Linked DNA regions of Macaca mulatta: region 1 is linked to region 2. A link is a contact called in public Hi-C data. All regions are on one chromosome and are shown on one strand. Each heading gives the region's core, a stretch centred on a gene start, on an enhancer-like site or on the middle of the called end of the contact. The rest is flanking DNA. Distances are from core to core; before and after follow the strand shown.

What was found. Hi-C and Micro-C count contacts between places; a contact is called where the count stands out from the background.
Region 1: a contact with region 2 is called in a Hi-C map of cortical neurons, with 3 times the contacts expected there. The contact joins the promoter of LOC717626 here to the promoter of SIRPA in region 2. A contact is called at or near these places in 5 of 14 Hi-C or Micro-C datasets (blood, cortical neurons, fetal cortex germinal zone and 2 more).

The regions. Positions count from the first base shown.
Region 1 is chr10:82,281,558-82,287,228 of T2T-MMU8v2.0, reverse strand. LOC717626 (tyrosine-protein phosphatase non-receptor type substrate 1-like) reads right to left here and starts at 4,104. Exons shown (of 8, transcript XM_028828281.2): 1 at 3,067-4,104; 2 at 487-560. The coding sequence starts at 511.
Region 2 is chr10:82,191,013-82,196,551 of T2T-MMU8v2.0, reverse strand. It overlaps SIRPA (signal regulatory protein alpha), which reads left to right and starts at 3,488. Exons shown (of 9, transcript XM_015149397.3): 1 at 3,488-3,878; 2 at 4,850-4,937. The coding sequence starts at 4,859. LOC144332055 (a long non-coding RNA gene) reads right to left here and starts at 3,878. Exons shown (of 2, transcript XR_013399772.1): 1 at 3,482-3,878; 2 at 1-1,014.

The sequences.
Region 1 (5,671 bases), core at 2,855-5,354, 90 kb before region 2:
AATTGTATTACAAACGTATGAGAGATCTCATTGAAGGGCATGGAGACTAGAGGTGCTGACCTAAACAACTTTGGAAATGACTGGAAACAAGAAGGCTAAAGACCAAAAGAGCTGTCCATAAGCACTGCCCTCCAGTTGGTAGAGCTGAAGCTGTTTCTCACAGGGGTAGCACTTGACAATTCTGAAACCCCAGTACAAGTGTACTAACATTGAACAACTAAGTAAATGGATGGCAGATGGTAGGAGCCAGGTTTTTCACTGCTGAAGTGGAAGGTTATAGATAAGCAAAGGGAGAAGGATAGAATGAACAGTATGAATGTGTCAGAATCAGAGATGGCAGCACGAGCTCATGTTTAACTGAATATAGATACCGATGATAGATACAGAATCATTACAGTTATATGTGTACACAGGCTAGGATACGTACACGTATTTCCTAGCCCTGCTCCCTGGCAGTGGGTCCCCAGTAGCAACATGCAAACTCACCATTCAGATCTGTTTCTAATAACATTCTCCGGTGAAAGGAACCAGGCTCCCTGGAGAAATGGCTGATTCTAAGGCTGGGAAGAAAATATGCAAGATGAGTCTGGAGCAGCTTTAGTGCCAGAAAGTAAGGAAGGGCTCAAAAACATAACAAAAAATTATGGCAAAGGGACACAGGAGCCAATAGAGAGAGCTCCCAGGCGCCAAAACTGGAACAATTTAAAGCAACAATATAAATAACATAGTATTGGATTACAATGAAAAGTACAAAATAAATATCCATGAGTGCACATGGATATAACAAATGACTGAATAAACAAATAGCAGAAGAATTCCAAATAACTTATTACATACTGCCCCCTTAAGGAAGTGAAGCATAACTCCCCATCCCTTAAGTGGAGGCTGTGCATAGCGGCTATTATATGAGGCTATTCTCATTATTAGATTGGGGTTATTATCAGACTGGTTTGGGGCAGGAAAACCACAGAGGTACAGCGTCATTCTCAACAAGTTATATCGAGAAAATATACTATCAATATCAGTATCACTTAATGTTAACCTTGATCACCTGGTTATTTGATCAGTCTTCTGTTTAAATTATTGTTGTTAATTGTTATTGTTAATTATTATTGTTGTTAATTATTTGATCAGTCTTCTGTTGCTGAGCCTTGAGGCTTGAGGTAACGTCTGTCAGGTAATGGCAAAGGTAATGTTTATCAAGTTTTTTCAACATAATGCTAACTATAATATTATAAATACATTTTTAAATGATTGCAGTGCTTCAGGGCCCTTGCATCATACTCTGCAATGTGACTTTGCCGCTCCTCCCTGGGAGAAGTGATTTCTATTTCCCCATCTCTTGAATCTAGGATGGCTTGTGACATGCTTGGACCAATAGAATGTAATGGATGTAAATTCACACCAGTTATAGTCTCAGGAGGCACTGCATGTAGCCAGACGTTGAGGGACACATAGCCTGAACACCTCTCTAACCCTAGCTGATAGCTAGTCGACTACTGTGATTTAGGCCAGACATGTGATTTAGGCCATTCCAAATACACCAGCCCCAGCAGACTCACCCTCTCTGATCCAAGACACAAGGAGCAAATGCAAAGTTAGCTGAGCTTGGCCCAGATCAGCAGTGCTACCCAGCTGACCCACATGAGCAATACGAAAAGCTTTCTGTTTAAAGCCACTGAATTTTGGAGTGGTTTGTTATACCGCAATAGCTATGTGCCTCACTGGCACCTAGGCATAACAATGCATGTAGGTGGTTATTTGTCGTAACACACTGTGATTAGAGAAGATTAGGAGCAGCCTCAAGGCTCAGCAATAGAACACTGATCAAATAATTACAGGAGAGCCAAACAATGGAATATTATGCAGCTGTTCAAAAGAATGAGGCAGCCCCATGCGAATCAACATGGAACAAACTCCATGATGCATTTTTAAGCGAAGCAGCAAGAGGCAGAAGAGTATATAGGGCAAGCTACTATTGATCCTGTAAAATAATTGTATTTGCATAGACTATCTCCGGGAGGGTACACAGAAACCTGTAACAATGGCTGTCTCTAGGAAGGGGAACTGGGTGCCTGGGGAACAAGAGCAGAAGCGAGACTTCCTTTTCAGGCTATCTTCTTTTTTATCTTTTGAATCGTGTAAATGTGTTATCTATTCAAAAATAAACAAAACCAGAATGTAAAAACTCCTATGCCTTTCAAATTCAGAGAGCCTTATTATTCTCTTTCCAAGACTCCCAAGATCCACCGGGACGAAAAAACAGCAGTCAGGGAACCATTCCGATTTTCTCTGCTCTCTCCCCGACAGTCCCCACCCGCGCAGAGTGAAGCTGATTTCTCTGGTAAACCTTGTTTGTGAGCTTCGCCCAGGCGACACTACCTCGCCTGCCACTGGAGGGCAGCGCGAGGCTTCCTTCCTGGGGAGGAATTGCGGAGAGACGGTGGTCGGCCCTGAATAGCAGGCTGGCTCCTACATGAAAGGCTCTGGCTTTCCGTTTTTGTTTGCATCTTTGTTTGCTTTCTTTCTTTCTTCTTTTCTTTTCTTTTTTTTTGGGGGGGGGGAAAAAAAAAGAACAAAAAATGGTCTCTACCCAAGAACCCCATTCCAGGCAGTAGATTCGCCAGCCATTGCTTGTGCGTCTTCGCCAAGAGAGGGGGAGATGCGCCGGCGCTCCTTACCGCTCACATCTACCCGGCTGGATAAAACCATTTGGGGAACTTGCCCTTCAGGCTGCTGAAGACTTGCTGCTTCACAAGTCTTACTTGTGAAGACCCGGAGGGTTTGCCTTTGACCCCGCCTGTGACCTTAAGAAAACCCCTTTCTACCCTGCGCCTGTCCCACAGCTGGAAGTGATAATTTTAAGGATGAATTAAACACTTGATTTGTGACACTGCGGAACTAAGCACTTTCTGGACTGTGTTATGCCCCATTTTACAGATGAGGAAGCTGAGGCCTCCAGAGGCGGAGTAACTTGCCCGTGGTTACACAGCTAGTCAGTGGCGGGCAGGATTTAAATCCAGGGTTCCCCGCTTCCTAATCCTCTGCTTTTACGACTTAACTTACCCTGCCTCCAAGGGCTGCTGGGGAAAACGAGGGTTTCAAAGGAGAAGCGGCTAAGGAAAAGCTCTGGAAAGGGCCAAAGGAGAAGCGGCTAAGGAAAAGCTTTGGAAAGGGCCAACGGAGCGGATATTCAGGGAGCCTCTCTGCGAGCCACGCGCCGGCACGCCTCTGGGAAGCCCGCCTCCCCCTGCAGATAGGCGTTGTGACATTCTTGCGTCCCTGTCGAACATGCGAAGAGACCGAGGCCCAGAGTGGCGCAGGGCGAGCCCGGAGGCTGCGCCCCAGTGCTGAAGGAGCCACTGCCGCCGCTTCTTCCGCTCCGCTGCAATCCGCACGCAGGCGCCGGCTCCCCGAGGCCCCGGGCGCACTAGCCGCACGCCTGGGTAAAAGGTCCGGATGAGTCTGCAGAAGCGCGCCCACGCCCGAGACGGCCGTTTCCGCCGGCCTGGGAAGGGGGCAGAGAAGGGGGTCGCTCGGGCCGCAGCGTCCCAGTCCCCGCCGGCCGAGCCGTGTCTTGGGCCAGTCTCCACACTTCGCTTCTTCCCCACCTGGGGAAGGGGGCGCAGCGGTAGGGCACTGGAGCGCACGATGCACCCCGCCAACGGGTCCTTTCTGCAAACGGGGTTCCTGTTTTCATGCAAATGCCTTTGTTAGCGCACCGGGAACCAGGAGGACGAAACTGCAGCTGACGCGGGCTGCGCGCCGCTTTTCCGCCTTCGCTTGATTCGGCCTGAACGACTAAAACGCGCCGCGCCAGGAACAAAAACACCGGCGCCGCGGAAACCCGCAGTAGCGGCGCGAGAAGTGCGGCTCGGTTGGGGTCCGCGAGAAGCGGTGCACGCGGCGGCTCACGCGGCGGGGCTGGTGCCTGGAGGCCTTCACACCGCATCACCGAGGGCAAGGAACCTCCAACTCTCCCTCAGTTTCTCCACCTGCATTGGGATGTCCTATATAAGGAGTGCCCGCTCCTTGCTGTAATTATTTTGTCCAAGCACTGTGGGAGGCAGCGTTGAGGAGGCTGTTGTGGGGAGTTTGCCTGTCAGAGAGAAGAGGGAAGTAAACAAGAAACATACAGACAAAATAATTTCAAATAGCAACAAGTGTTGATATCATAGCAAACACCACTGCAACGCTTGTGCCAGGCTCTGCTCTATGCTATATGCACATTAGGTCATGTAGTCCTCACTCCCTTGCACAGATAAGAAAATGCAGGTTGAATAATCTATTCAAGGGAAACAGGAAGTTGAACAATATGTGGAGAAACAGGTTGAACAGTATGTGGGGAACTAGGTTGAACAATAGCCTCAAGTGTGCAGTAGGTAGGCTGGGCACTTGAGAATATTGGGCCCAGCAGGGGTTCGACCCAGCCAGTCCAGCCCCAAGTGGAAGCTTTTGCACACTCCGTTACACCACTTTTGGCTGTACTAGGAAGGAAGTAAAGTGGTGACACGCTCAAGAGAGAGTTGGGGCTAGATAGGATCTGCTCCTAGAAGGATGTCAATGGCCATCTCTATGCAAGGGAGTGTCTAAGCTGAGGCCTGCACAATAAGAGGAACTAGCCTTGCAAAGAGCTGGGCATGTCCAGCAGAGAAAACAGCAAGGGCAAAGGCCTTGAGGTGGAAGAGTACCTGTGGGGTTTCATGAACATAAGGATGGAACTCAGTGAGCAGCAATAAGAAGGAGAGGAGATGGTCAGGAGCTGAGGGTAGCAGGCTTTGCAGGTCTCAGCAAGGAGCTGGACTTTCATTCTAGGTGTGATGGGAAGTTTTGTTGTTATGGCCACTGAAGGAATTGGGTGGATGGAGTTCGACTAGAGGGTGGATACCCTTCCTGCCCTACCAGCCTTGAGTTCAAGGAGGAAGTTGATTACTCAGGCCTTAAGCATGCCCCTCCTCATCTGGCCTCCTGGCTTCTAGGAGATTCCTGAGGACATTCACCAAGTCTCCAACATTACCTGATGTCAGATCAGGTAAGCCCTCATCTTACAGATAGGGCTGAGACTGAGGCCCCGACTTCAGGGATGTGTCTTCACCTTTGAGTAGGAGAAGCAAGGGTGGTATCTGCTTCATCTACTCATGTACCTGCAGCACCTAGCACAGGCTGACCAGCCCATCCTTGGACCCAGGCAAGCAGAGCTGTGCCCTGGCCAGCCTCCAGCTGCGTACGTCCCCATAGGCTAGAGAGTCTGCAGTGCCAAGGGGATATACCCATCCAAGTCTTTGCTCCTTGTCTAGAGTACTACAGATTCCTAGGATACCTAAAAGTCCCAAACCTGCTGCCAGGCCTCTTCCTGGTCTATTGTCTGGAGGCAGAACACTAAACCCAGGGTGTAGCCAAGGGGCACTGCTGAGTATGGGGTGTGGATGGAGCTTGGACCTGCAGCCTGGTATGTCTACACACATGCAGGTGAGGTGTGCACGGTACAGGATGGAGCTGGGGATGAGAAGGGAAGGTGGCAGGTTATAGGCTGGGAAATGAGCAACCAGGGGATGGGGCTGGCTCTCCCCAGCACCACCACATGTCAGTGCAAGTATCTAAGAAGTCTGTTTCCAAATCGATCCTGGCCTTTCAGGCTGCTGAGAAGTTATACTTATTGAGGAGAAGGATA
Region 2 (5,539 bases), core at 2,239-4,738:
TGTTTGGAAAACTGAGTTCAAATCCTGACTGGTTTGGCAACCCAGAGAAAGGGGCTGTTGTGAGCCTTGGAGATTATCCTTACTCTGCAAGGGCCAGAGGACACAGCAGGGGCTCAGTAAGGTCACTCCCATCTCCCATCCCCCCACCCCACTTGTTCCTCAGCCTGGTGAGCAGCAAGCAACTCTTGGGGCAGTTGGTTCCCTGGTCCAGGCTGCCCAGGAGTCCACGCTGTTTTTATTTTTATTGTTCTGGCTCCACAGCTGAGACCTCTAACTCCAAATGGCTCTTCTTGCCCAGAAAAATAGGTCGTTGGCAGCTCCAGCCTCCTGGCAGGCCTGCCTGCTGACGCCAGCCCAGGGTTACGGGAAGTGGGGAGCAGAGCGCGGGCAGGGCTGGAACCAGGTGAAGTTGGGCTGTGCAGGTGCCAGCGTGCCCCACAGGGTGGCCCTGGTGAAGTCGTGTTCTGTCTCTGGGCATGTTTCCTCACCTCTGGGAACCCCGTGGAGTTGCTGAGGCTTCAGATAACGTATTTCAAAAGGCCTAGAACACACAAGGATGTCATCCACCCCCCTGCAATGGCCAAACTCCAGATAGGCCCTGCCATGCTATCATGGCTGCTTTCACTTCTTTGTCACTATTGACCCCATCATATCAGAGTTTGTTATCCCCATTTCACAGATGAAAAGACTGAGGCTCAACATTTTGTTTTGCCCAAGTTGCATAAGTCAAATCGGCAAAATCTTGGCTTCCAAGCCCCTGATCCTCTCCTCCTCATGCCCATTTGTCTTCTTCCCTTGACAACAGGGAAGGAATGTGATCTGACTTCTGTGCAAGGATTCCTCAGGCTGCTGAGTCGAGGAATCGACAGAAGGCACAAGGTGGAAATAGGGCGCCCAGGTGAGAGCGGTGGAGGCTCAGACGAGGGCGGAAGCAGCGGAGGTGCTGAGAAGTGGTTTGGCTCTGGTTGTGATGAGAAGGCCCAGCAGGCAGGATTTGCTGACAGATTGTGCCCTCTAGGAGTAAGAGGAAGAGTCAAACAGAAAATGCAGGGATGCAACCACCCCTGGCTTCCCATCTCACCTCCTCGGTGAGACCTTCCTTGATCCCTTTTCAAAATTGCAATCTATCCCTCTCATCAGCGCTCTTGGGCCACTTCCCTGGCTAATTCCCCCACCCCGTAGCACCCATCCCATTTGACGAACTTATCAGTTCATTTCCTCCCACTAGAATGTCAGCTCCTTGAGGGCAGGGATTTTTATCTGTTTTCCAACTGTTGCATTCCCAGTGCCTGGCACCCAGCAGATGCTTGATAAACATTGTTGAGTGCATGAATGAATATGTGTGAAGGCAGTTAGATTTTAAAGTAGGGCAGCCCAGACCTCTTGCTGTGGCAGTGGCTGATTCACGTCAATTATCTGCCATAATCTCTCTGTGTGGCCTCAGACAAGTTGCCCCTCACCTCAGTTTACCCATGGCCCGTGGGTCTCAGTGGCTTCTCAGCCTTGAGATTGGCCAAGGATGATTTTTATGTGGACAGAGAACAAGGGTCAGGTCCCCCTCCTGAGGGAGAGGTGAGGGAAGCCCTGCTGAGCGCCTTTGCCAAAGGTGCTATATATAAATAGCAGGTGGTTCAATTATTATCTTTCCCTAATCCCCAGTTTCCTAATCCCTGGGCGGGTTTGTGAGTGTGTGTGTGTCTTGGGGAATTGAACAGCAGAGCCTTCTGGAAGTCCAGGGCAGGAGGCTGCCTCTTCTCTGACTTCATCAGCAGCCTCGATCTCCACTCCCACCCCAGATAGAGTCTGGTGACAAATTTTCCCAGGAGCCTCCCTGGTCACCTTCACGGTCTAGACCAGATGTGGCCTGAAGAGATGGAGACCTTCCCTGCCCCCACATCAGATACCAGGATAATCCCAGAACAATATCCTTTCTCATTGGTGCCCAATTCCACGCTCCTCTCTCCAGTCCACCCTACGTTTGGAGAGTGGCCTTTTGGACACACAAATCAGACATGGCCCTCCCATGTTGAAAACCCTCTAGGGGTCTCCCAACTGCAGAATAAATGCAGGCTCTTTACCCAGGTCTTGGAGACCATCCCACCCTCCCCACTCCTGCATGCTGTGCTCTCTCTCCTCCAGCCTAGCCGCCAGGGGCCTTCCCCTCCTTGTGCTGGGCCCTCTTCCTGGAACATCTTTCTCCCCAAATCTTCCCCTTGTTGATCCTACTTGTGATTCAGCAACCCATGTCTCAGGGAGGTCCTACTGGCCCCCTTATCAAAATACGCTCACCCCTCTCCTTCTCTAAGTTCAGTCTTCCGTTCTTCATTAATTATTTCTACTTGTCCACTTATCTGTCTCCCCTACTAGAATATAAATTCCTCATGGACAGGGACCTCGTGCTCTCCCACACCCAAAGAAATGAAAATTCCCTTGCACTTCAAATGCTGCCCAAAACCCTGTGGGTTCTCAAGGACTGCTGTCAAACACTTCACTTATTTATCAAATGCTTATGCTGCACTTGGTATATGCTAGGCTCTTTTTAACACGTCTTACAAATATTAACTCATCTAATCCTCACAATTGAGACTCACGCTGGCCTCACTTCAGATGAAGAAGCTGAGGCACAGAAGAGGTAAGGTACTTTCCAGTCTACCCAGCTCATAACAGTAACCAGGGGATTTGAACCCAGGGAGTTCAGCCCATGTTCTCAAGTGTGGCACCCTCCCTGCCCCCCTGCACAACAGCAGGACCAGGCATTTAACCAGGAGGCTTGGGGCAGGAGGGGAGGTGGTGGTGCTACTTTGCATAGGTCTTTAACCTGGGAATCAGGAATTCAAATCTTGTTGCTACCCCAAGCTTTGCTGTGTGGCCTTAAGCAAACCTATTCCCTCTCTGGGCCTCAACGTTCTGTCCATTTACAGGGCTGGGCCCTCTCTCACCTTGTGTTATTCCTACCCTCTTAACTGCCACTGCGTGAAGCAAAATTCTCTCCCATTAGCAGCGGGTCTTGAACTCGTGTTCCTCCCACAATGCGGAGCCTACTTCTGCCAGGTGACCAGGACACTGACACTCCCCATCACTGACCTGGCTGCTACAGGAACGGCGTTCCCTCCAGGAAAACCGAGATTCTGTCCTCTCCAACTCCAAGCCTCTGGCTCCGGCTCCCACCCCTCATCTTCTTCCGGGCCTGTCCTTCTCCTGGAACCCATGCCTTCAGGGCCCCGCTCTCCCACACACGCCCCCTCCTGGGCCTCCCCACCCCCTCAATCTGCCCTCCACCACCGAGACACCTGGCCAGGGGGCTCCCACCTCCCTGGGAAGGCCCCGGCCCTTCCCCTCTGGTTCCCCGCCACAGCCCCCTTCTCGCTCCCTCTCCTCCCCGCTCCTCTTTTCCAGGCGGCACCGAAGTCCTTCCTACACACACGCTATTTTTGTACCATCACTCTCTTCTTCCTCTCCCCTTCCCCCTGCGTTCACTTACTTCCTTCTTTTCCTTCACCTCGGCCCGGCTCTGAAAGGATCGGGCCCCTCCGGCCCGCACCCATCCCCAAGAGGGGCCTTCAGCTTTGGGGCTCAGAGGCACGACCTCTTGGGGAGGGTTAAAGGCAGACACCCCCCGACCCCCGCGCCTCCACTCCCCGACTCCTTCGCCGCCTCCAGCCTCTCGCCAGTGGGAAGCGGGGAGTAGACGCGCGGCCAGAATCCGGAGGCGAGGGGAGGTCGGCCGCAACTTCCCCAGTCCACCTTAAGAGGACGATGTAGCCAGCTCGCGGCGCTGACCTTAGAAAAACAAGTTTGCGCAAAGTGGAGCGGGGACCCGGCCTCTGGGTAGCCCCGGCGGCGCTTCTAGTGCCTTCCAGCCCTAGCGGGCGGCGCAGGTCCGAGCCTGGCAGGGACGGGGAGGGGCAGAGCGGGACGGGTCGGGGCTGGGGACGAACCGCGCGGGCTTCTGAACTGGTACATCGTCGGAGCCGGAGGCTCGTCTAGTCCCGAGCCCGAGCGGGCTGCGGCGGCTCGCGGGGCCGCCTTCACGGGCAGCAGCCGGGGGCCCGCGCGGGGGTGCCGGGGCTCGGGCGCCGGCGCGGGGGGCGACGCTGCCCTCCCCGGCCGGGCGCGCTGCTCGCAGCCCTCGCTCCCTCCCCCGGGGCGCGCTGCTGGCTGGCGCGCAGGCGGGCGCTCGCTCGCCGAGAAGGTGCCGGCGGGGCCGGAGCCCCGAAGCCTCCCCGGGCGGCGGGAAGACGGGAGGAGGGGGGAAGGGAAGGAGGGAGGGGGCCGGGCTGCCGGGAGGGCGGGGGCAGCGGCCGGGACTGCGGGCCGGGAGCGAGCTCAGCCGCCCGCGCCGTGTGGAGCCCGGGCGGGGCAGGTGGGCAGCGGCGGGGGCGGCTCCGCGCGGCCGGGCTCGGCCGTGCTGCCCCTCGCCCCTGCTCGCGCGGTCCTCTCTCCCGCGCTGTCTGTCTCGGTCTGCGCGCCGCCTCGCTCACTCCTCGCTCGCTCGCTCTCCCCCTCTTTCTCCCCCTCTCGCCTCTCTGTGTCTCTGGCTCTCTGCCTGGCTCCCTTGGGTCTGTTTCTCTCTCCTGCCGCCTCTCTCTGGCCGCCCCTGGCTTTATTTCTCGCGCGCTTGGGGTCTCTCCCCGTCTCCGTCTCTCGATTTCTCCTGGGGGGCGGGGAGGGGGGTCTCCAAAAACCGCGGCGGCGACGGCGGCTCCTGAGCCGCTCCAGGCGCCCGTTCCGGAGTCGGGGGGAGGCCCAGCCGGGAGGGGGGAAGGGGGGGAGTCTTAGTCATTTCCCCGCTCCAGCCTGCTCCCGCCCGAGCGCGCACTCACGGCCGCTCTCCCTCCTCGCTCCGCAGCCGCGGCCCATGGAGCCCGCCGGCCCGGCCCCCGGCCGCCTCGGGCCGCTGCTCTGCCTGCTGCTCACCGCGTCCTGCGCCTGGTCAGGTAAGCACCCCCCGCTCCCCACCGCTGCCCTCCCCAAACTGCGGGCTCAGGCCTCTCAGACTAGCACTGGGACCCATTCGGCTAATGCTGAGCAGTAATAGGGAGAGAGACGCCTGTAACCAGCGTTATAGATGCGGAAACTGAGGCCCAGAGAGGGCCAGCGACATGTCCAAGGTCACACAGCCAAGGGTAGAATCCAAGTCTCTTCTCTGAGAGTTTGTCTCTGTGGACTCTGACTGTGTGCACTGTGCTGGGCACTGAGACAAAAGAGCTGAGTTGCTTCACTCAGCCCCTGCCCAGTCCAATGGGGAAGGCTGACTGACAGTGGCTTTCAGAGTAGGGCGGTCCTCCTTCCCCAGAATCTCTCCCCATGGACATACGGCTTTCCACGTTTGACTTCAGGGTGTGAGGGGAGGAGGTGAGGGCAGAGGTTCCCCCAATGCTGCCTGGAATGGAACAGAGACAAGCTGTTGCAATTAGGGAAGAGTGAGCCCTCCCTCTGGTGCGCCAAGTAAACCAGTGTTAGTGTGTGCCTGGGAGAGAGGGAACCGGGAGGCCACGGTAACCCCACAGCGAGCTGCTGCAAGCAACAGATCCTTATG